Linked DNA regions of Mus musculus: region 2 is linked to region 1. Evidence: chromatin contacts called from public HiChIP or PLAC-seq data. All regions are on one chromosome and are shown on one strand. The core of a region is the stretch at or near the end of the contact, and the rest is flanking DNA. Distances in the headings are between cores, read along the strand shown. Region 1 holds the start of Dock7 (dedicator of cytokinesis 7). Region 2 has its middle 34 kb from the start of Atg4c.

Evidence for each region. HiChIP or PLAC-seq counts read pairs in DNA pulled down with a chosen protein or histone mark.
Region 2: an H3K27ac HiChIP or PLAC-seq map of embryonic stem cells shows a contact between it and region 1, with 10 read pairs. The contact joins the enhancer-like site here to the promoter of Dock7 in region 1. A contact is called at or near these places in 22 of 39 promoter capture datasets (the 3T3-L1 cell line, 3T3-L1-derived adipocytes, the C10 cell line and 15 more), 1 of 15 datasets of contacts at CTCF or cohesin (the NIH/3T3 cell line), 52 of 484 Hi-C or Micro-C datasets (the 3T3-L1 cell line, 3T3-L1-derived adipocytes, the AML12 cell line and 32 more), 9 of 115 datasets of contacts at active chromatin or transcription factors (bone marrow-derived dendritic cells, bone marrow-derived macrophages, embryonic fibroblasts and 5 more) and 4 of 9 other capture datasets (adipose tissue, bone marrow-derived macrophages, liver and 1 more).

Annotation. Positions count from the first base shown.
Region 1 is chr4:99,117,980-99,125,416 of GRCm38.p6, reverse strand. Dock7 (dedicator of cytokinesis 7) reads left to right here and starts at 4,492. Exons shown (of 50, transcript NM_001369286.1): 1 at 4,492-4,692. The coding sequence starts at 4,655.
Region 2 is chr4:99,155,879-99,163,315 of GRCm38.p6, reverse strand. No RefSeq gene overlaps it. Among named protein-coding and RNA genes, the nearest start is that of Atg4c, 34 kb to the left of the region's middle. Within about 2 kb of position 2,710, at least 67 of the 459 cell types and tissues checked have an H3K27ac peak or open chromatin away from gene starts, as enhancers often do. A contact at or near this core is called in the C2C12 cell line, the MC38 cell line, the NIH/3T3 cell line and 12 more, where this site is marked.

The DNA.
Region 1 (7,437 bases), core at 3,243-5,742:
TAAGAGCTCTGACTGTTCTTCCAGAGGTTCTGAGTTCAATTCCCAGCAACCACATGGTGGCTCACAACCATCTGTAATGGGATCTGATGCCCTCTTCGGGTTTGTCTGAAGATATCGACAGTGTACTCATATGAATAAGATAAATAAATCTTTAAAAAAAATGTTGCTTTAAACTTAAAATGAACATATGGAGCTAGTAACAGGTAATGAATGTTTACTCATGTACTAGTCTTAATGGAAAGACATGTAAACAATTCTGCTGTGACCCCTTAAGTCTTATAGGATTATGACATGAACTATTGCATTAAACTTACTATGAACTTACAGAATGTAAAGATGCTTAGAAAACCACGTGATCAATTATCCTGAGATAGTATAAAAACTAAGAACAATAAAGCAGCGATTTAGCCCTTCTCTGCTTGATCTAGTATGTGTGTGTTTATGTGTGCGCCTGACTTTCACCTTTTCTTTCTTCCTTTCTTTTCTTTTCTCTCTGGTTCACAAAGAGTTAAGGAACTCTGGGCCTCTCACCTGGCCAGTTAGGGGGTCCCTGAGTCAAAATGAAAAGAAACCAAGTAACTAAGTTTCTTTCCTCTTGCTGCTATCAGCAGGAATTAATTGCCAGAAGCCAACAGCTTTTGATCTCAGAATAACAAAAAAAGAGTTAAACTGCCAAAAGGTTTTGACCTTGATCACCAATGCCACCTTGCTGCCTGCCTCAGTTTACCCTGTGATGGTACCATATGTGCTTTCAACTCTTTCCATGCCATTACTTTAGTGTTTCAGCAATGCCTCCAAAATAAACATGTATTTGGAGAAAACAAAATCAAAGCAGTATCTGAAAATATTTTAGCTATGGCTCCTATTAACTAAAAATATATACATAAGGGGTTATAATGAGTTAACTAGCACATTAGATGCTGCAGATACAATGCTGAAGAAAAGACCAGTGCTAGTAGATTATCTGACAATAACTGAATAACATAGTATTACTGTAGAGCAAACATTGGTGCTATTAGTTGTGAAGTATGGCTAGGTTTTAGGGTTCAAAGTTGAGCCTTGTAAAACATTACATTTGCTAGGTGTTGAGACAGTGTGAAAAGGGATAGGACTAGGCAAAAGCTTGGACATAGAGCCCAGCACTAGTTCGACTTTGGGACTGCAGTGAACCTAAGTATATGCTCCAGCCCTTCCTTCCTCTGGGCCGCCCCTATGTGGCCTTGACAGAGGCTCTTGGGGATGGCAATATATATTCATCTTATTGTATGGATTGGTAGTATTTCCTAAGGACCAAGTTTGAAAAAAGAGCTGTGGCTTATGCTACCCAAAGCTGAAGGAGAATACATTCTGCTTGCAAAGTCAGAACTGTATCTCATGAGGCAAATATTCCTTGTACAGTAGCCTCAGAGCCCTGAGCATCCCCTAACCCAAATCCTCACTGGTATTGCAATAAAAGATAGGACACAGAACTCATGGGACTTTTCCTGCCCCCCCCCCCCCGTACCGTATTCCTGGGTCTTCTGTTTGAGGGCCTTTCAAACACTTGCACATCTAATGGGAAGACTGTCCTGAGCGTTTCCTGCCCCATTAATGTACACTTTTGAGGCTACTCTTGGGAAAGTGGTTTTGGCTCCTGCTAAATTGTTTTGTTGGCTGGAGCTTGGGTCCTGAATGCCAGCCAATAATCAGACTACTGACATTTCCAGAAAAGCAAGGGTTAAACTCTGCTCACTTCACACACTGCCTCAAATGCAGCAAGCAGTCTAGGGGGGAGTACCATGATTTCTAAATTACAAAACTGATGCTAGATGTACTCAGCCAACTTCCTAAAGTATCCAGCCTCACCACTGAACACACATCATAAGTGCATAAGAATTTACCTCTCCAAGACGATTCCCTAACTCTTTGAGGATAGAAATAAGTCTTAATTACATTGTATTTCCAGGAATGAACATGTACATTGACTGACTGAAGGCCTGTGTCAGGTAAGACTAAATAATATTATCCAATTCAAGATAGCTGAAGGACTGGCGAGATGGCTCAGCGGGTAAGAGCACTGATTGCTCTTGTGAAGGTCCTGAGTTCAAATCCCAGCAACCACATGATGAGATCTGATGCCCTCTTCAGGTGAGTCTGAAGACAGCTACAGTGTACTTACGCATAATAATAAATAAATCTTAAAAAAATAAAAAGATAGATGAAAAGAAAAAAGGAAGGAAGGAAGGAAGGAAGGAAGGAAGGAAGGAAGGAAGGAAGAAAACTCTGAACTGAATAAACAAAACCCCTAGCAAAGTCCAGGGCTCATGTCATATAAGGGGCCATAAGGAGCTCACCTACAGGATTTTTGCTCTCTTCATTGCTCTGTGTGGCTCTGAGTCCAGAAGAAGTTAATGATGTGAAGTCCCTGGTTCATGGTCCTGATGCTCTTGGCTTGATTCATGTGCCTAACCTGAGGCTGGTCCATTTGTCAGGACCAGATCACCCCCCCCCCCCACACTCTTAAAAATATCGGTGAGGTAATCAACTCCTCAGAGAACAGGGGACTGAGATGCATGTACATGCATGCATGCCTGTAAAGGGTTGTGGGGCACATAAACACTGGGCAGCCAAAGCAATTCTATTTTCATTTCCATTGCTGAGGTCTGTGTATCTTTCCTTTAGTTTGGATCTCTACGGCATATGGGTACTGGCTCACACTGGACTTGGTTAGTTGCAGGACAGGTCTTCCTGAGGTCAGGGTCACACTTCCTGTGTGGAGTCTTCCCCAGACTCCATTTCTCCGGGTACTTTTTTTTTTTTTTTTTGAGCCGCTTGTTCCATTCCTACTGTTTCCAGTAAGCTTCACAGTGCATGCAATGTCCTTTCAGACTCTTTGGCAACTAGTGAGTCATGTATACAAAGAACTATTCAAAGCAAAATGTGCTCAGTCTCTAAGAGAGTACTGAGAAGATGTTTGTCAAGCAGAGATAAAGGCCTACAACATCTGCCTGGGAGCATGAAAGCAGACAAGCCATCCAGAGACTCTGAAGCACCAAGGACAAAGTCAAGTATACCATGGATATTGATAACACCTGCGAGGAAACTGTAGCAGCTAGGTAGGTACCCACTGCAGCCCAGACCCCACACTTAGACCTTGAATTCAGTGCATCTTCACACTATGCTTGCAACTAAGTAACACTGTTCCGGTTGTTTAAGTAATTTGCTCAAGGTCACATGGGGAGGAGGCAGAAAGCAACTGGGTTTCTATCATGAACAATGGAAAGGTCTGGAACAGTGTTACAGCAAAGTTAGACTTGGAGCAGCTGTATCTTTCCCCATGGACTCAAATATTCTGAAAACAGAACCGCAGCTAGCTCACATTTGGGCTCTAGCATACCTGCATTTAAGTACATGTTAAATATATACCCACCTCGAATGGGCTATCCTCACCGTAAACCAGTGTTTTAAAGGCATCCAATCACCTGGTTCAAACCCAGGTTAGGGTACAGACGGGAAGTCCTGGACCCACTTAATGAGTGCTTTCTGTTCTGTATGACTGGGCAAGTGACCAGGCTTCAAGCTGAAGGTTTCGCTATGGTGAGAGACAATCTAACACGCTCCACAAGGATACAGAGGACATTTAGTAACTGCAAATAAGGTATATTAAATTCTTAAAACATTTAGGAGGGAAGGTGTCACAAGAAGCCAAAGGATTTTTCTTAGTTTCACAATTTCAGAACCCAATGCATTAGAACAAGACTGACACAGGTTCTATTTATAGAACATCAAAAGGATGGAAAACAGTTCATCTGATGGATATGCATGTACGCATACATATGAAATGAGAATGCCAGAGTAACTGTAAAGGACTCACAAGAGAATTCTTTACAGGGATAACTGTTCTTGGAGAAAAGGGCCTGGGCTCTGGGTCTCACGTTCACGGGAGGAGCTTGCCATGTGTGACCAAGGGCAAGTCACAGCTTCTCTGAGACAATTTTTTTCTCTCTAAAATGGAGCTAAATCTACTTCAAAGAGCTGTTGTGGAGATTAAGTAAGATCATGCGTGTAAGCTTGGCCATGCACCACAAATCAGCGATTATCACACCACCTTTGTGGGAGAGTTCTTTCTACAAAGAAGAGCCATTGTTTCTCCAGCTAGACCCCACTCACGAGGTCGGGGCGTGCAAGAAAGGTGCTTTAAACTGCCTGGAGTCAGGAGCTGCAGGAACCAAGCCGCAAGGCCCTTTCCATTTCCTAACCTTCCCTTTGGGGAAAGCACAGCCCCGCGCGCGTTCGGCGGCTACGGTCACGGCCCCGTCGTGGGTCTTCCCGGTCGTGGCGGCAGGGCAGCGAGGGCTCGCGGCCCGGTTCCACACCCGGCGTCGCATCAGCTCCCGCGGGCTCCGGCGGCCTTCCAGCCCGGCCTCCAGCCGGGATTGGCGCGCGAGGCGAAGGGGGGTGGCGGGGGCGGGGGCAGAGAGAGGTTCCTCGTGCGCGCCTCCTCGGCGCATTACGGTACCCTGGTTCCGCGCTCCAGCGGCCGGCCCAGCCTCGCGGTGGGGTCCGGAGAGCCGACGGGCGAGCGCGCGGGAGGGAGCGCGAACGGGAGCGCGAGGAGGAGGAGGCCGCCCAGCCCCGCGTCCAGCCCCGCGTCCAGCCCCGCGCCGCCGCAGCCATGGCGGAGCGCCGCGCCTTCGCTCAGAAGATCAGCAGGTACGCGGCGGGGAGCCCGGCCGGGCCCCCGGGGTGCGAGGGTGGGTGTGGCGCGGCCCACGGGCCTTGCCGCGCGGTCCCGGGCCTGCAGTCCGCGCCCCGCCAGGCCCGCAGGGCGTGCGGCAGCTCGGCGGTTCTTTGTGTCCGCAGTCGCGTCCTCCCCGGCGCTCCACGCCCACGCCCCGGCTCCGGGCGCCCCAACAAAAGGAACTGGCGTGGAGGCCACGGCGCTCACGCACCCGTCGCCACCGCTGACAGCACCCCGGACGCCCCGCCCGCCCCAGCGGCTCCGCACCCACGCCTGCACAGGCACACTGAGGCCGCAGTGCAAAGTTATGGGCTGCGGGACATGGGAGCACCCCACTTACCCGTGGGCTCGGTGGGCGTTCTTTCTCTGGCCCCAGAGGAAGATGGATGACCCGACCCGCACTGGGCTTTATGCGTGGGCCTAGGAGTAAACCACCCACCGAGGATAAGGTTCCCCAGCAGTTTACCTCCCTGTCCAGATAAAAAAATGGAAGGATGTTTGTAGAATTTAGCTATGGGATGTACTTATGGATAAGGAACTAGGCATTGTTTGTTTGTTGTCTCATTAAAGCCTTATTTCTGCGACTTAGGCTTAAAGAAAGGCAACATTCAGATGAAATTTTGTGATGGCTGTATATATTTCTGTGGTTCTGAATCTTTTTAGCTTGTTGATATTTGTAGAAGGTTTTTGGATATGTTGGAGAAAAGCTTTTATTAGTTTCCGGACCCCCACAATGTTAAGGCTTTTGGGACACTTTTTTTTTTTTCCCATTTAAAACTAACATCTCATTGCATCTCTGTCTTTGGCTAAGATCAGATGTAAATGAACCCTTTTTGAGTTTTAAAATATGTATTTCATATTCTTCTTAAATAAGTTCTTAGGAATATGGGTGCTACTGGTAGACTAAGATAAATTACAATACTGAGTGTTTTTAAAATCGGGACCTTCACCAGGTTGTTGAAATTCTCTTGCATGTTAGTTGTCTCATCTGAAAAATGGTAATAATGGTATCTAGCTTATTGGGTTGTCGTGAATTTTAAATGGTCATTTTTTTTATAAAGCACTTAATAGTGCATTGTCCATATTATCATTGAACATTTGTAATTGGGATTGGAAAGTATGAGTTTTTGTTTTGGGGTCTTAAGGCATGCCATTAAAGGACACATTTTGTACAATTCTTTTAAATAGATCTTAGAGTTTATATCTCATAAAGTAAGTACACCCTTGAGGGTAAGGTATGAAATATAGATAGTGCCTCTTCTCTGTGAATGGAGATATCAGATGGAACTAGTCTCAAGACAGAAAACAGACTCTGTTGTGGAAAGCAGCCTCAAACGTGAGTCAGGCTAGCCTTGGAAGTTACAAAATCAAGGCAGGGAAATGAAGCCTGTGCTGTTGCAGGAGACGTTTAGGTAGACATGGCAGTGATGAGTGATTGCGAGTGGAAGTTGAGGAAGAGTGGGGCCATGCGCCTTTCCTGCCACCCAGCTTTCCAGCTGTGCAGCCAGCTGAATGATAGAAGGACATCTACTCATATCTAGAGCTGTGCATAGGAGGAAGTGGTTTCCGAATTGGGGATAAGATTGGATGGAAGTGAGGATTCAGGTGTAGACATCTTGGCTTTGGGGGCTTATATAGCATTAAGTGGAGACATCTATTAGCTTTTTGGTACTGGCTTGAGACGTAGGAGAGAATGGGGACCTCGAATTCAGAACCATCAGGAAGTAGACGATGAGTGAAGCCTGAGATGCTGATAGGGTCATAGAGAGAAAACCAAGGACAGAATGCTGTGCGCAGTTAGTAGGTATCTATTATGGATGAGTATGGGTCCTCCTTGTTACTGAGTATCATTAAATAAGACTTCTGAAGAAACTTACTGAGTATCATTAAATAAGACTTCTGAGGAAACCGGAGCTCTGCTTTTAAGTTTCCTGCCAGCAGAAACAGCACAGTGTTTCTGGGGATACACTGGGGTTGACAGCCTGGCCCTGCCACCCATTGACTAAACTTGACCAAGTTACTTGATTCCATTTCTGTTTGCCCTAAAAGTGGCGATAATCCTAGAACTTTTCTCATAGGGTTGCTATGAGGTTAAAGAAACTAATGTGCTTAGAATAAAGCCGTGTGTGCAGTAATGCTTAGTAAATAGCAGCTATTTCATTTTTGTAATGTATATGAAATGAGGCTTAGTACCTTTTCTTCAGAGTGACAGTCTTTTCCATAATATATGCATATATGAAATTCATTGCTCTGTGAAAACCTACTGCTGTGTGAAAAAAAAATCATGATGGTCTAGAAGTCTTTATAAAGAACCATGCTAGTCAGCTTTTTCTGGCTGAGTTATTTTTTTCAGCCCTTTTCATGGAATGCTGTTAGTATTTTGAGGCTGGAATGTGATTTCAAGAAGTTCTTTATTCGTGTTTACCTGATTGGCTGGCTTACTTCAACTCAGCTTCCCAAAGCCCTATTCATTTTGCCCATATCAAGAAATTGCTTCTTTGTTCTTTCTTCTTCTTGAGGACATGGCTTGTGCATTTATGAAGTTTCAACTATTTTCAAATTAAAGATGTAGGATTTCATTTGGATCATTTTGTCCTGTGACTTGATATTTAATAAGAGGATGGCCATTTGTGTACATTTTTACTAGGTATCCTTATAACCTAGAGAGGCACACAATGTGAGAAAGAATATTGGTTTTGGCCAAATTGCACAGGTTG
Region 2 (7,437 bases), core at 1,461-3,960, 40 kb before region 1:
GTACTCACCGTGAATCACAGCCTGTTGATTCTGAAAGCAATCCCATAACCGTCAAACGTGTTAGGAGAAAGGAGAGATGGCTTACTTGGGGGAGGGGGAACATAAAGCTGATAATCACATACTTGTTTTGTGTTGCAGTACATACGAGGAGAAAGTCCAATATCCTACACCCGAAAACAGAGCCCGATTCTGGAGCTTTTCTGTCTCCTAGAAGTACGAGCATTTTCTGACGCCACTGTTGGCTAAGAGAACTGATTGCTTGCTTTATTGCTTCAAGACTTTAATGTAAGATAAATGACAATAAATAAGAGTCGGGAGACGCAGTTAAGAAAGAGTCAGATAGGGTGTGGCTCTTAGCGAGCGTGAGCTGTTCTCAGTATAATCCTAAACTGAAATCTCGCATCTTAGTTTATGTGAAGAACTTTGTGATGGATTTTATCCTTATACTGCAAATGAGGGTGCCCATTCAGAGGTTTGTGAAGTTGCTTACAGTATAGAACTGCTCAGTAGCAAGACTGAATTTGATAGCATTCTGCTGGAGATAAATCCTAGGTCTTTTTTTTATTTGGATAATGTTTCTGGAAACATCAGCTATCCATATGCCATTCAGTTTGCTGAACTCCTGGGCTGCTGCTCTCAGAGGCTGGAGGTCTGCCTGACAATCGTTATTTCCTCCCTGTTTTCCTTGGACTTTTAAACTTTATTTAACCTAATCTTAAGCAATAACATGCATGAAATTATGGGTTAACACATGAGTTTGTTTAAATGGATGCATAAAGATAAATATTAAAAATGTATCTGCTTATTGTCTAAAAGTGAATGAAAAAAAAGAAATAAAAAGGAAAGGAACAAGACTGATCGGTGTATGGTGGAGGAGAATGTTTATTATAGATATTACTATAGATATTACAGATAAACATAGCCAGAGGCAGGGGCATCTGGGAGACTCCAGAGTGGACAGGACCCTGAGCCACGTGAAGAGAGGAGAGAGGGGAAGGGAGAGGGGAGAGTTCAGGGAACCAAGTGAGGTAGCCAGGAAGCCCAAAAGAGAGTAGACTGAAAAGACCAGGTAATCAAAATGGCTGGATTATATATCGAAGGGCAGCTGACAGGAAGGACAGCCCAGTCCCTGTCCTGGAGAAGTTTAGGGTGGGAGGCATCCAGGAGGGCCCTGCAACAGGTAGGGACTGAGGGATGCTGGGAGAACCAAGTAGCCAGGTCCACTTTGATATGTTAATAACCATTTGCAGGTCCACTGTGATATGTTAAATGCGCACCTTATCCATTTGTCCTACGGTTTGACACTGTAAAGAAATTAGCTTACGCATTCTCTGGGTCTGTACTTCCTGAGACAAACACTGCTTCTGCAGTGCAGCTGAAGGTCTCGTTCCAAGGTGAGGCCAAGTGTGATGGTCATATTTATGGGCTAGCCTCCAGTTTAGAGGAGAGAAATCAAGCTATTTTTTTTCTGAGACAGAGGGAGGGAGACTGACTCACATTTCCTGAGCAAATTGCCAGTGCACCAAACAAGGAGCTTTATAAAAATGTTTCTCCCGTGGTCACTCAAGCCCTCCAAACAACCCAACTGGAATTAAACTTGGCAACGATTACTGAATATCGTCAGTGTCGGGCAGCTTACGGTTTCTGCAGCAAGAGCAGAATCAAAACTTGCCAGAAAGCACCTAAGCTGCTAGCTGCTCCCACAAGACTCCCAGATCCAAGAAAGCTTCCTGGCTTTTGTGCAGGCCCAGCTGGAGTTGAATTGTTTTTATTCTTTCCTGTAAGTAGGTTGTGGGAGGAAGTCTTTGGGCTGTTCTCTACTATTGAGTGGGAAGAATAATACAGGACTATTAGAGAAAAGGGAAAGTGGGAGAGGGAGGGGGAGGGTGTAACCATTGTAAAAATAAATCCATATCTTTTCGAGTAAAAAAAAAAAAAGAAAAGAAACCAATGTGTATTTGGTTTAGGAGTTTAGATATGGTCCAATGCATCTAAAGGGGGGTGGGGTGGGGGAGAAAGAAAGATAGAGCCTCAGAAACCAGAAAGACAATACACAAAAATTTTGACATTATGTTGACAATTGTAGCCCAAAGTGGTAGAACATTTTCCCAACACATTCAAAGTCTCCAATACTGCGAAGAGAATTTGGTATGTCTGTGTTTGGTTGCAGTTTACCATCTCTCTTCCATAGTGTCTCCACATCCGATGCTCTCCTCTCCTCATTCTCGGGTAGTAACTAGTACAAGTCTAGGCGACATTGGCAGGCGGGTCTCACCAACATCTGGATTTTATTTTATTTTTATTTTTTTTTCATATAAATTTTAAGTTTTATTTTTGGAAGTTACACATAGTTTAAAAGAACAATAGCTTTTTTTGTTTTCCAATGGATGTTATTACTCCTTAGAACATTAGATGAAGGCTTCACTTATGATTGAATGGATTTTAAATTAGTATTAAATAAGCAAATCTTACTACTCTTATCCCTCTTATTTCCTAAGACAGAAATTCCCTGAAGGATCTTGAGCTAGAAGTCTTGTTTTTCATGAAGAGACAGCATTATTGTGGCATCTTTCACAATAACCAAAAAATTGGGACTGCCCTTGTTTTTGTCTCCCTTTGGCTGGTCCCCCCTCCCCCCCCCCCGCCCCTCCGTGGCTGGTAACCTAGGCAACAGATTAACTGACTTGTGCTTGCTGAGGAGTCATCACAAAAGAATGGAAGTTCATTTTGCCTCACTTGCTTGGGATAACTAAGACTGCGCTCTATTTAGCAGGTTGAAGTTACTATGAAACCTGAAAATTATGCAGAGAGTCCAAATCTACAAGTGTCCAGTTAAAGCAAGGTTTTATTTAGTCCTGGCCAGAAAGATGCACACTGGCCAGGTCCATACCTGGGATTCTCAGAGAATGTTGCTGAATTAGGGCAGTCAAATTCCTTAAAGGCCAATCCCATAAGGCTAAGCACTTTCTGCCTCTGTCTAATTGGGGATGAGCATACATCCTGAGGTGCTTCCTGTCACACATCTCCCACCTATGTGTGGTCCAGCACATCCTTTGCAACTGGGGCAACCAACCTTGTGTGCTGAAGTGAAAACACATGATTTATTATCTTACATGAACATCAAATGGAACATTCCAAAAAGTTATTTGTCCCTGCCAGGCAGTGGTGGCACACACCTTTAATCCCTGCACTTGGGAGGCAGAGGCAGGAGGATCTCTGAGTTTGAGGCCAGCCTGGTCTACAGAGTAAGTTCCAGGACAACCAGGGCTATACAGGAAAAAAACCTGTCTCGAAAACCAAAAATGAGAAAAGAGGAGGAGGAGGAGGAGGAGGAGGAGAGTTATTTTTTCCTGGGCATGAAGGGTTTATAGATAGATTAATGATAGCCCTTATGCTACCTTCACTTGGTTAAAAGAACAATTGGTTTTTGAAATCTAGGATCTTAGAGACTTGACCTAGAAAACAAGAACATCTGGGAGCCAGAGAGAAGGTAATGGAGTCAAGATAATTTGAGTATGAAACAGTAAGGAAGGCCTCTAGGAGCTATGCTCCTTATAGTAGTTTGGAAGTAACAGGAATCTTGAGAGGCGTGTGTGTGTGTGTGTGTGTGTGTGTGTGTGTGTGTGTGTGTGTGTGTCCCCATGTCCCTGGAGACGAGCTGAGCAAAGTCATCCCTGTGGAATGAGGGTCCCAGCTGTCAACATCTGGCAGAAAGAGCAGATATCTCTTCATGGAAGTGGTCGCCTTTCAAAAGACTCTGTGATTTGGGCAACTGACATCTCATCAGTGTAGTAATGGACTGAGAGCTTTCCTCCTGCTCTTCTCATCATGGGTCTTCTTACATAAGCCTTGACCGTCTTTCATAGGAGATGAAGTGAAGCCCCCTAACAAGAGTTATCGACCGTAACAGACTTGATTAATTTAGCCCTGGAAAACAGTAAGATGTAGCATTTCCCACACTTTCATTGTGTCAGTAATCTCAACGAAAAACCAGAGCTACTGGCCTGCCAAGTTAATGGAGTCTAAAAGGTTTCTATCTACTTGTCACGGATGTTAGTTCTGATACAGTGGTAAACAAGGAATGGCTGTTCTGGAGAGCTAGAACCAGCCTAAGATAAAGTAACTAACCTCTGGACCTGCAACATTCCAACCTCCCCACAAGTTAAGATACAGTAACTAACCTCTGGACCTGCAACATTCCAACCTCCCCACGGTATCAGTTCCAATGAATCAGTCAGCTTCAGCAGACACAACTTCCTTTCAGGAATTCTCTTTCTTAATAAGTCTATCACTGTATAGCAATAGTACCACAAACCTAATAGACTAAAACATCATTCATTGGTTAAAGATTCAAGACAAATTCATTTGAACTCTCCTCCTTTCTCTGACCTGTGAGCTAGGTATAACTTCACTTCAGTCCTGTGAGTCCTGGTGCCTCAGCAGCTTCAGTCAGATATTCTGTAAGGTTCCACTGGAACGGGACCCTTGACCAAGTTCACCTGGCTACTGGTCACGTTCACATTCTTGCAGGCTGGCAGACTGAGGATCTTATTCCACAGATGGTATCTTTAATTCCTTGTGACATAAGTCTTTCCTTGTGGTCACTTGCTTCATCAGGACCAGTGAGTCAGTGGAGTTCACCAGCAGGGTCAAAGTTACAGCTGCATGCTCTGTGGTCATGCACAGCGTCTCGTCATCTGGGCTATATGCCACTGGTTAAAGCAAGCCACAGACTTCATCCACATTCAAGGAGAGGGGCTTAACACAGGGCGTGAGTTCCAGAATAAAGAGTATTTGTGTTCATCTTTATATGTACAACCTAAGTTATAGAATAATTTTATAATAATACTGAGAAGTTTGTGGGGACAAAGCCCACAAATCAAATACAGTGTTTACCATGATGGTTGTCACATTAGCATTCTTTTTTTAAAGCTTTATTTTATGTGTATGGGTGTTTTACCTATGTGTATATATGGGTGTATCACTTGTGATGGTCTCAGAGGCCAGAAGGAGCCATCTGATTTCTTGGAACTAGAGTTACAGACAGCCGTGGGCCACCATGAGCATGCTGGGAATTAAACCTGAATCTCAGTTATTTCTCTAGCCTCCATACTAGTATTCTTTTGCTAAATAGTCATTTACATACTTATAGCTTGCCACTTTATTATACATGCTTTTAAAAACATTTTTCTAATTATTCCTGAAAGGAGATTGTAGAGAGGAATATCTTGGCTGTTGTATGGATGCATCACCTGTCAATTTAAGAACCTATGCCCTATAGGAAAGGATAGAATAAAAGTTGAGACATTGCTGGGCAGTGGTGGCACACGCCTTTGATCTCAGCTCTTGGGGAGGCAGAGGCAGGTGGATTTCTGAGTTCCAGGTCAACTTGGTCTACAAAGTGAGTTCCAGGACAGCCAGGGCTACACAGAGAAACCCTGTCTCGAAAAACCAAAAAAACAAAAACAAAAACAAAAACAAAAAAACAAAAACCAAAACCAAAACCAAAAAACCAAACCAAAACAAAACAAAACAAAAAACCAAAAACAAACAAACAAAAAAGTTGAGACATCTGAAAAGCAGAAAGAATTCTGGGATAGAGCAAGGTGTGGGAGGAGACACAGGGGTGTCAGGATGTGAAGAGGACTGGCACATGGTACCTGAGCAGAGGTAAGCAGCCACATAGCCACATGGCAGAACGTAGATTAGTATAAATGGCTTATTTTAAACTATTAGTTAGCCAGGGAACGACCCTAGCTATATGGTATAGGTATTTGTAAGTATATTTTGAGTCTGAGTTCTTCTGGGGAACTTGGGGCTAGGATGAAAAACAGCCCATCATACAACTGGGAATGGATATAAATAAATAAGTAAATAAATAAATCAATAATCATGCATGATAGAGTTACTGTAAAAATAATCACTTTATTAAAGGGGAGCTAGGGTCTGAAGTATGTAGTATGTAACATTTACTCAACTGAGGAAAACACTCATGCCTACTAATCAGCTATAGAAAGCGCTCCTGTGAATCTTGATTTACACATTGCCGTGGCTTGACTGAGATGCACACACACACACACACACACACACACACACACACACACACACGTTTACTGTCTCTGCTTTGTGCTTACAGCAAAGGACTTGACCTCTCCCTCAGCATCCTGCTGCAGATGCAGAGGCTGACCCCTGTGGTCAGGCTTCTGCTCTGCCGTCAAGGGCTCCGCCTATCCCTTTGGAACTGTAAGTTAAAATAAACGTTATCTCCCTTAAGTTGCTTTTGGCCAGGGGACTTTGCCACAGGAACAGAAAGTAGCTAATGCTTGTATGAAAATGCAAATTAAAACAGTGATGTGCAAATATTATGTCATATTGACAAAGATTTGAAGGTTCTGTTAGGGGAGCTTGTGGGAAGAAACAGATAAGAAACTAACAAATGTAACAGATATCTGTGGGATACAGATAGGTGCAATGAAGAAAATTACAGTGGGATGAAGAGTCAGAGCGACAGAGCCGCAAACCCAGCTCCGGTGGTGCTTGTATGTGTGTGCGTGGAAAGCAGAGGACTACTGTATGTATTGTACCCTGTGTGCCATCTACTTACATTTGATTGATTGATTTTCTGGTGATTTATTGATTAAGTATGTTTACACATGCCACAGCGTATGTGGGATTCAGAGGAAAACTAGCAGGTTCTCTTTTTCCCATGTATAGGTTCCAGGGATCAAACTCAGGTCCTTCACTTTGGTAGCAGCTTCCTTACCCAATTAGAAATCTTGTGCCACACTCCTTCTCCATTTTGTTTCTGAGGCAGGATTTCTCTATGTAACAGCCCTAGCCTAGTGAGTCCTGGAACTGCTTTCTACACCAGGCTGCCTCAGACTAACTCACAGAAATCTGCCTGTCTCTGCCTCCTGAGTGTACCACCAAAACTGTCTCCCTCCTCCTTTAAAAAAAAATTAATTAATTAAAATAAATATATTTTTTTTGTTTATTGCCAGGATTTTCCCACGTATCTCTGGCTGGCCAGGAACTTGCTAAGTATACCTGGCTGGCCCCAAACTTAAAGAGATCTGCCTGCTTCTGCCAAATGCTGGGATTAAAAACATGTGCCACCATGCTTGTCCTGGCCATTTTTTAAAGACAAGGCCTGTAACCAACATGGAACTTATCAACAAGATTTGCTTTCTGGACTGTGACCCCCCCCTCCCCCCAGGTATCTCTTGACTCTGACTCCTCAATATTGAGATTGCAAGTGTGTGCCACACAATTACATTTTTAATGGGTTCTGGGGATCAACTATTGTTATCAATTACTACTACTACTACTATTATGCTTGTGAGTGACCAAGACATCTCCCTAGCCCCAATGTTGCCAATTGTATAAAGAATAATCTAAATGACTTTTCTCGGGGCGGGGGGGGGGGGGGGATAAAGA